Regions from separate parts of the Mus musculus genome. Here region 1 is linked to region 2. A link is a contact called in public Hi-C data. All regions are on one chromosome and are shown on one strand. Each heading gives the region's core, a stretch centred on a gene start, on an enhancer-like site or on the middle of the called end of the contact. The rest is flanking DNA. Distances are from core to core; before and after follow the strand shown. Region 1 has its middle 39 kb from the start of Gm40430. Region 2 has its middle 8.8 kb from the start of Fbxo33.

Region 1 (4,823 bases), core at 449-2,948, 390 kb after region 2:
TTAAGCAGTCTTGAGAAATGAACATAAATACAATTATTTATTCCAAGTGAATGAGAACTGTGTCTAATCATTCTCTTTGATAGAGACCAATGACTGCTGCCCACTGTGTACTCAGCATACTGATTTGCTCTAGTAAATAAACCACATCTGGCACAACATCTGTCTCTGAAGCTAGCAATTCATTGAGTTTTAGGAGTCAATTGTAATCTTCCAGAACATATCTTGTTTTTCTTAGATTTGTGAGTTAAATGGACATATAACAGAGGCCATCACTTTTACATCATTTTTATTTTGAAAAGTAACATCAATCTTTCTTTGTTTCCTTTTGGACATAGTATTGTTTTCCACTTGCTATCTCGGACACTGTCTTGGATTTTGTCTTGTAGGTCACTGCGGATGCTTTGCCACTTACCAGTCACAAGTATGTTCATTCAGTGGCATTGGGTAAGCCTATGGGACTGGTGGAACTACTCAGAATCAGACCTGGGACACTGCTACGTGGATTCTCCTAAGCAATCAACATTTACTCAGTGTCTGTTATCTTAGCCTCTCTTGTTCCCTCACTGTTATCCAGGAGCCCTGCTATATTACAGCATGGCTAACATCAACCCTGGTCTGTAGAAAGGCAGTCAGGGAAGCTGGTGCCCTTCCTCCCAGCACATTCCCAGCTGCTGTGGTGAATTGGGTATCCTACCTGGATTCTATAGAAATATAGGCACTCAGTTGGTTTGCTGACCCTCTATAATTTATAACCTCTAGACAGCAGTCCTTTAAAGCTTCATAATGTTGGTGATGAACCACACTAAGACTTTTAATTTTTTTATCACAGCAATTTTGGGGGTACTCTCTCAGATTGCTTGGACTACAATATTTTTTTTTTACTCTTCTCTTCTAGAACCACCCTAGATTTTCTTTATCTTGGGTTCATTACCATTATTCAAGGTCTTTGTCAGTGTCAAATTCTGCATTAGGGGAGGGTCTCCTGATGGAGTGTCCCCTTTCAACTTTATAGTCTGTCCTTCTTGATTTAGCATACTTCACATTCATCTCTAAGTTTATAATTTGTTTTTGGGCTGCTAAACCTTGACTAGATCTTTTAACTCTGCCAGTATTTACTTATTTTTGACTACTTTAAAAGGCCCATTTAGCATCAGTACTTCATTATCTTCAGCAATGGAGCTTTGAGTCCTTTTGGAATTCTACTGTTTTTAAATTTGTTCTTGCCCTAGCCGCTAGTATGTTCTATTCTGTGGTTACAAAGAAGTGAGTGTATATAAAGGTGTTCTAAATTCATACTTTGTCACATGGATACAGACTTATCCTTAGTCTCTGTATTTCTATTTCCTTCCTTTATCCATGGCACTAGCAAGAATCATCAGACCATAATCCAGCTCATTACTGCTCTTAAGTTATTAAACACACTCAAGTCTCACCTAACAGTGCCTTCCTCTCCCTTCTATTGGCATCACATTATAGTCCACACTGGTGAGGCTTTGAACAACTGCGACATCTTAGCATGCTCTGTAACTATCCACATCCCACCTACCACCAGACACAGGATCCTCATGGCCAGCTTGCTGGTGGGTGATTCAGATTTGAGATTCTAATTTTGAAGTCTGTCTTTTCAGATCATTAGAGGCACCACCTATTTTTGGTCAGGTTTCCCAGGAAACTAACTCTGAGACAGAGAGATTAGACTGTAAGAAAATTTCTGGAGCATGTTCTTCCCATAATACTCATGAGAGAACTGCGTGTGGGCAGAAGTTTGCTGCAAGTTTCAGAAGGTCTTTGGAGAGCTCTCAAATGAAGTCCTTATAACTTCCTTTATTCAGTCATCCATGTAAAGTTTTGTGAGACAGGCTCATGGTCCTACATAAGGAAATAATTTTGGATAAGTATAATTCACAGGGAAGTAGACTAAGCTGTAAGCTGTACAGTCGACAGAAGAGACCCCCTTCCCCTGAGCAGCAAGGTAAATAAGGGCTTATGTGTGAAGGTACAGAGTTTAACATCCACTCCAGATTCCCAAACCAAGAGAGTAATAGTTGCTGCTATTAATTTTTATTATAAAATATAATATGGTACAAATATTGAAAACAAGGGTATTTGAAATATTTAACAAATGATACAAACATTTAATGAAACAAATTTTAAACTTGTATTTCCTTTTAGGCATTCAACTAAACCCTTAACCTAACCTAATTTTAAAGAAGAAAAAATTCTATCTATCATCTATCTATCTATCTATCTATCTATCTATCTATCTATCTATCATCTATCTATTTTGTGTTTTGAGGAGGGGTCTTTCCTCATAGCTCAGAGTAGCCTTGAGTTCATGATCCTCCTGCCTTAGCCTCCTCAGGTGCAGGGGTTACAGCCATGCTCTACCAACTCTTGAGGAAAATAACTTTAAATTTTTAATTGTTAACCAGCAAGGGTAATCATCTACCGTGGTGTAACACTGATTAAAATGAGTTTTAACTCAAGGTACAACATGGTTTGGTAATATCTTTATAGAAAGGCAGGGCAATCAGTTACTGCAGCAGTCGGGATATATTAAGACAACTCATTTCCCATCAATCCCAGGGATATATAAGCCAAAGCAATCTGGGCTTCCTCCTTCTTTCTCTGCCCGGTAATTAGAGGAAGGAATGTGAAAGAAGATACGTTACTTGCCAAATATCTGGTGAGGTGACATTTGAATTTTGAAAAATCAAGTGATTTTTCATTATAACAATTTTCTTCAGGAGGGAAATGCATTTATTTCCTGTCAGTTTGGAGTGCCCAGCCTTTCATTAGACCAGAACATGGCTTCTGGATGTTACTGTTTGCCAAACCTGGTGGCACTGAAAAGAATTAACACGTTCTAAAATTAGCATCTCCAAGGACAGAAGTTCAATGGGAAAATAATCAAAATCTAATTTGATGGCAGCGAGGGGCTGGCATGAATTAAGAGAGACTGTACTTCAAGTGTGTGTTATGCTTTTCCCTCAAAGTGAGCCTATGTGAATCAGGCATTACTGCTTTGTCCTAGTCGAACCAAGTTCTGTTAACTTCTTTATTCAACAAATACTAAAATATTTATCCTTGAGGATAAATACCTGATAAATACTTGCTTTATTGACATTTTCATTTGACCTCAAATGAACCAAGTTTGAAAATCTTAGCCTACATGGTTCTGTTTTCTACTGTTTTTGTTGTTTGTTAGTGTTATTTTTTTGAAACAAGCTCTGTGTGGCCTGGCTGTCCTGGAACTTGTTCTATAGACCAGGCTGGCCTTGAACTCAGAGAGATCCACCTGCCTCTGTCTTCTGAATGCTGAGACTAAACGTATGCACCACTACACGTGGCTTTGCTCTCTAAGTTTTGATGTGCATATTTTCCTGCAAATATTCCAGGTTTCACTTGGGAAGCTAACTTTTGGCAGTCTTTGCTCTAACTTGGTGTCTTTTTAGTGAGGAATCTGACATTTTCTTATAGCTTTTGTTTAAGACTGTCAGTGTGCTTTTAATTATTGGATAAGCCACAGGCGATGGAATGCCGTTATAACACAATGATCTGGAGACTTCAGACCATTTCACCTTTTGCTTCCAGGTGAATATTGTCTGGTCTTACCATCAAAGCACACACTGCATGTTTCTAATCTCCTGTTTGGAGGAGGTGAGGAGAAAACCTGACTGAGAAGTTACCTGTTGAGCTATCACAAGATGAATCTGTAAGACTGACATTCCAGATGTGAGATGTGGCATAAAGTGCTATTCTTCTTACTTCAAGGTACTCTTACATGCAGAGAAGACACTGCCTGCCTGGCTTTTGAAGAAATAAAATCTTGCATTTTCTAAAAGTGAAACTTAAGGAAGAAAAATGTACGTGCTTGTACTCTTATAAATAGTTTTTGAGTAAATCTATTTATTATCCTGTCAAACAGATTGCTTGAAATCCATAGTTGAATTGATATCAATGAAATTATGTTATAGCAGCTGAATATTTAAATATAAATGTCTACTGCCTTGATCATTTGAATATCAAGAAGAGTTAAAGAACTAATATTTTAAAAATATTTTCCTGCAAAGAGCATCCACCCATTATGAAGTATGTTGCCTCCTGAATGAGGAGACTCTGGAAATCAGGCATTTCCATATATGCATTAGACAGCTCTCATTGGGTAGGCTTTGGTGAGTGGACTTATGGAGACAGGCAGCTAATTAACTGCCAAGCTGATTTTAGACCCATTCACTTGCTTCTAGATTGGTCTGTGGCCACTAATCCATTCTTGAAAGACTAAATTTTGTTATCTCACAGTTTTCTGAAGGAGCTATTTAAAAGATCTCACTTGCTAGAACTTTAAATTCTTCACATACTTATATTTTGGCATTTTACTTTCATGTTTTGAGGCAAGTTCACTTTCAGACTTAAAATGACTCAGTGGTGTAAGGCTGAGAGCTTTCTGTGAGCGAAGACTCCAGGGAAGCGATTTATGTGACAGCATTTCTCAGTTGATAAGATGACAAATCATACTAAGCAGGGATACTGTCTGGGGACGAATAAGGAAGTGGGCAGAATAGAATACCATTGTCCTTCCTTTTCTGTAGGAAACATGTTCTAATAATCAGGGGGACCTTGAGAGCAGAAACCCTATGAGGTCCTGGCTACAGGGTTTCTCCTATGGACTTATGAGAAGCTTCAGGTCATAGGTGAGGCACAACACCTTCCTTCAGTGACAACCCCTTGTCCTTAGCTAGAATGTGTTTCCATCTTTTATCTGCATATTTAATGCTTTTCTAATAATGTGCCACTACTTGGGCACATACATGCATGAACTG
Region 2 (4,315 bases), core at 1,239-3,738:
CAGACTTACTTGGTGCTCCTTCCCCTTGCCCTATTTAGAACTGAGAACACTCCCTCTTGATTCGATTTTACTCTTTTTAAGATCCTTTATGGGGCTCCTATGCCCATCACTGTCTTAAATAATGTGTTTAAACCTATGTTGTTATAATAATGATCTATATGTTAAGTTAAAAGGCTTGCAGGTGGTGCAGAAAGAAGTCTGGTCACAACTGGCTACAGCAAACGAGCCAGGTACCCCAAGGACAACTCACCAGTTCCAGCCAGAGATCTGATCTACGTACACCTGCGTCATGCTGAGACCCTCAAGCCTCACTAAAAGGGTCCCTGCCTAGTTCTGTTTACTAATCCGCCTTATTCTGTTTCTGTTCCCATGTTAAAGATAGAGTAAATGCAGTATTCTCCACATAGAGATATAGACTTCTGAAATTCTAAGATTAGAATTACTTACAAGAAGAAGTGGGGAATGAAGAATAGAAAATTACTGGCCTCTTGTGAAAACATGAATTTTTTACCTCGGAGCCCACCCCCTCCCATCTAGAGATTGTAACACTCCTAAACTTTTCACCCCAAAACTCCTCACCCTAAAGTTCGAACCCTCCCAACTAAAAACTGTTCCAAGAACATTTTTGAGATAAAGGCCTCCTAGAACAACCTCAAAATGAACCAGGTACTCCTTAGTTACGTAGGTTCCTTGATAGGACATGACTCCTTAGTTACGTAGATTCCTTTGGCAGAACTCCCTAGTGATGTAAACTTGTACTTTCCCTGCCCAGTTCTCCCCCTTTGAGTTTTACTATATAAGCCTGTAAAAAATTTTTGCTGACCGTCGATTCTCCTCTACACCACTAGGTGCCGCTAGGTGTATGAGTTTCGACCCCAGAGCTCTGTGCTTTCATGTTGCTGCTTTATTTCGACCCCAGAGCTCTGGTCTGTGTGCTTTCATGTCGCTGCTTTATTAAATCTTGCCTTCTACATTTTATGTATGGTCTCAGTGTCTTCTTGGGTACGCGGCTGTCCCGGGACTTGAGTGTCTGAGTGAGGGTCTCCCCTCGAGGGTCTTTCACTGTAGACTTAAGCTTTATTTAAGAAACTAGTAACATTAAAAAAAAACAAGACAAAATTAGTAACAGTTTACAACCTTGAAAGTAGCTCACACTGAAAAGACAGGAAAATGCTTAATTATGCGTATTGCCCATTTAAAAAAAGTAAGGCCTTGGAAGATGTCAGATGAATTTTTCTTGGATTTGGTTTTTCTGCAATATTATAATTTATTCATGAATGTTTTATAGGTTTGAATCAATCATTGCTTCTCAAATTCTGGTACTTGCAGAATTCCCTTTCAAATAAATGTTTCTATGTAATTATAGGTTTTTTAAATTTTATTTTTAAGTTCTCTCCCTAGCCTACTTTTGACTACTGATAGATTCTGGGGGAGGAACAGTTATTGCTTTCAGTTGCATAACAGGCAATGGGCCCACCAGGCTACAGTGATCATAATACCAAACCAAAAAAATATGAATTTTGGAAGGGCATCCGTGAAGAGTGGGAGGAATTATGGAGAAAAAAAAGGAGAAAAAGAGAGAAAACAATGAATTAAAATATGTATGACAGAACAAATTCAATCAACAAGGAGTACATTTTTAAAAAAATGTCCTTGAGCAGTCTCAAAAAATGAGTGGAAAGGTGAAACTGAGTTGCAGCCTTCTTTTTCTGAGTTTCCTGTTGTGGTGGAATGGAGTGAACTTTAAGCATGTTGCTTAACCTGTTTGGTCTTTGCTTTTTCATCTGGGAAGAGATTTCTGCAGCCCTGGTCTTTGGCTCTAAAAAACACACACCTGCTGGACAGTGGTGGCACACACCTTTAATCCCAGCACCTGGGAGGCAGAGGCAGGTGGATTTCTGAGTTCAAGGCCAGCCTGGTCTACAAAGTGAGTTCCAGGACAGCCAGAGCTCCACAAAGAAAACCTGTCTAGAAAAAACAAAACAAAACCTCCTTCTCCTCCTCCTCCTCCTCCTTCTTCTTTTTTCTTTGAGACAGGGTTTCTCTGTGTAGCCCTGGCTGTCCTGGAACTCACTCTGTAGACCAGGCTGGCCTCAAACTCAGAAATCCGCCTGCCTCTGCCTCCCGAGTGCTGGGATTAAAGGCGTGCACCACCACCACGCCCGGCTGGATTTTTACTTTCTTATTAGAGATAGGAATATTGTTACATATGGCTGTAAGCTAAGAGATGAATTAGTAAGATACGGTCATGTTGCAGTAAGAAGACAGCAGTTTCCAACAGTGCCACAGAGTTTATCAAGGAATACACTTAATTGTCTACTGAGTGTGTGCACTTAGTGCATCAGGTGAGCTGGATTTTTTTTTGACATTTATGCACTCATTATATTGCTAAAGGATCGCTGTCGACTTACAGAAGTCAGTATGAAATCAGGTTTCGTGAAGTTCTAAAGCCTGCGCTATGATTCAGAGTGTGGGAGGAGGCACTGGTGCTATGAAGCTCAGAAATACCTAGTACTACTGAGTTCCAGGTTCCAAAAGAGGCATATCATCACCATGGTAACCACCATGCTTATTTGGATTTGAATCCTAGGCAACCAGTGGTTGTTAGGGCCGCCTTATCCAGGTAGATGGGTTGGATTGAATTACCTACCTGTTGACAGTCAGTGGGTCTGCTTTTTCTCATAACTCTTTTGTAGAGATGTATTAGTTGTTTTGTCTTTATCTTTCCAAAGGAAAATTTAAGTATTCAGGGGTTTTATATGCTGCTTTTTAAAACATGCTAAGTTTAGTGCTTCCCCCCCCACCGCCGTTAGGTAATTAGGATTTTCTCCCCATTATTGCTTAAATTTGGCAACTTGTTTTGAGCTAAATATAATTTTCATAATACTGAATCATGGACAATTTTATAACAGATAAAAATGGCTGTGACAGAATTCATTTTATGATACTTAGGGCTACTGATAAAACAGTTTCTTAAATTCATTTTGTGAAAAAGTTATCCTTTCCCTGAGCAAGTCTTAGATAATCTTAGATAATGCTGGCAGGTGAAGTCAGCGTAACTCTCTTCCAAATGATCTCTTCATGCATTGATAAGTTTACCCAGAGGTAGCCAGGCATATACCCAGTTGAGGCTTATGTACCCACCTGTCTTCAAAAATTTTGACCCAGAATTGTTCCTGTCTAAAACAAATGCAGGGACAAAAATGGAGCAGAGACTGAGGGAAAGGCCATCCAGTGACCACCCCAACTTGGGATCCATCCCGTGGGCAGGCACCAAACCCTGACACTATCACTGATGCCATATTGTACTTGCAGACAGGAGCCTAGCCTGGCTGTCCTCTGAGAGGCTCTATCAGCAGCTGACTGAGACAAATGCAGATGCTCACAAGCCAACTCTTGGACTGAATTTGTGGACCCCCTATGGAAGAATTAGGGGAAGGACTGAAGGAACTAAAGGGGATTTCAACCCCATAGGAAGAACAACACTAACAACTAACTCAGATCCTCAGAGCTCTCAGAGACTAAGCCACCAACCAAACAGCATAAAATGAGCCGGTCCATGGCCCCCTGAATATATGTAGCAGGTGGCTGCATTGTCTGGCCTCAGTGGATGAGGATGTGTTTAATCCTGAAAAAACTTGACGCCCTGGGGAAGAGAGATACGAGTAGGGGTGAGGTGGGGGTGGATGGGTGTGTAGGGGAGCACCCTTTCAGAAGCAAAGGGGGAGGATGGATGGGGTGAAGAACTCAAGAAGGGGGAACTAAGAAGATGGGCAATATTTGGAATGTAAATAAATAATTAAAAAAAATTTTAGCACTTGGAGGTAGAAGCAGGTGGGAACTTTGTAAGTTTGAAGCCAGTGTAGGTCAGCATCAGGCCAACCAGGACTACATAGTGAGATCCTGCTTAAGTGTAAGACATACATGCACGGGGTCTTCTGTGAAAATAGATCTTACAACTTGAATATGATTTCTTTCTTCCTTAGTCTGTAAGATGGAAGCAGTTCTTAGTAGGATTCTATTACAGGGAAAATAAATGAAGGATTGAAGAGAACTTGCTTTTTAGAAAGTGGTTAGCTAAACAGAACAAATGACCTGTAGTTGGTGTCTTAGGGTTACTATTGCTGTGATGAAAAACTGTGACCAGGTTAACTCTTAGCTTTTTGATTCAGGGCTTGCTTATAGTTTTAGAGGGTGTATTGGTTAGTTTTGGTTTAACTTGATACAGGCTGGAGTTATCACAGAGAAAGGAGCTTCAGTTGGGGAAATGCCTCCACGAGATCCAGCTGCAAGGCATTTTCCCAATTAGTGATCA

Evidence for each region. Hi-C and Micro-C count contacts between places; a contact is called where the count stands out from the background.
Region 1: a Hi-C map of cortical neurons shows a contact between it and region 2. The contact joins two enhancer-like sites. A contact is called at or near these places in 1 of 39 promoter capture datasets (cranial neural crest) and 1 of 484 Hi-C or Micro-C datasets (cortical neurons).

The regions. Positions count from the first base shown.
Region 1 is chr12:59,618,908-59,623,730 of GRCm38.p6, forward strand. No RefSeq gene overlaps it. Among named protein-coding and RNA genes, the nearest start is that of Gm40430, 39 kb to the right of the region's middle. Within about 2 kb of position 1,699, at least 10 of the 459 cell types and tissues checked have an H3K27ac peak or open chromatin away from gene starts, as enhancers often do. A contact at or near this core is called in cortical neurons, where this site is marked.
Region 2 is chr12:59,226,078-59,230,392 of GRCm38.p6, forward strand. No RefSeq gene overlaps it. Among named protein-coding and RNA genes, the nearest start is that of Fbxo33, 8.8 kb to the left of the region's middle. Within about 2 kb of position 2,489, at least 16 of the 459 cell types and tissues checked have an H3K27ac peak or open chromatin away from gene starts, as enhancers often do. A contact at or near this core is called in cortical neurons, where this site is marked.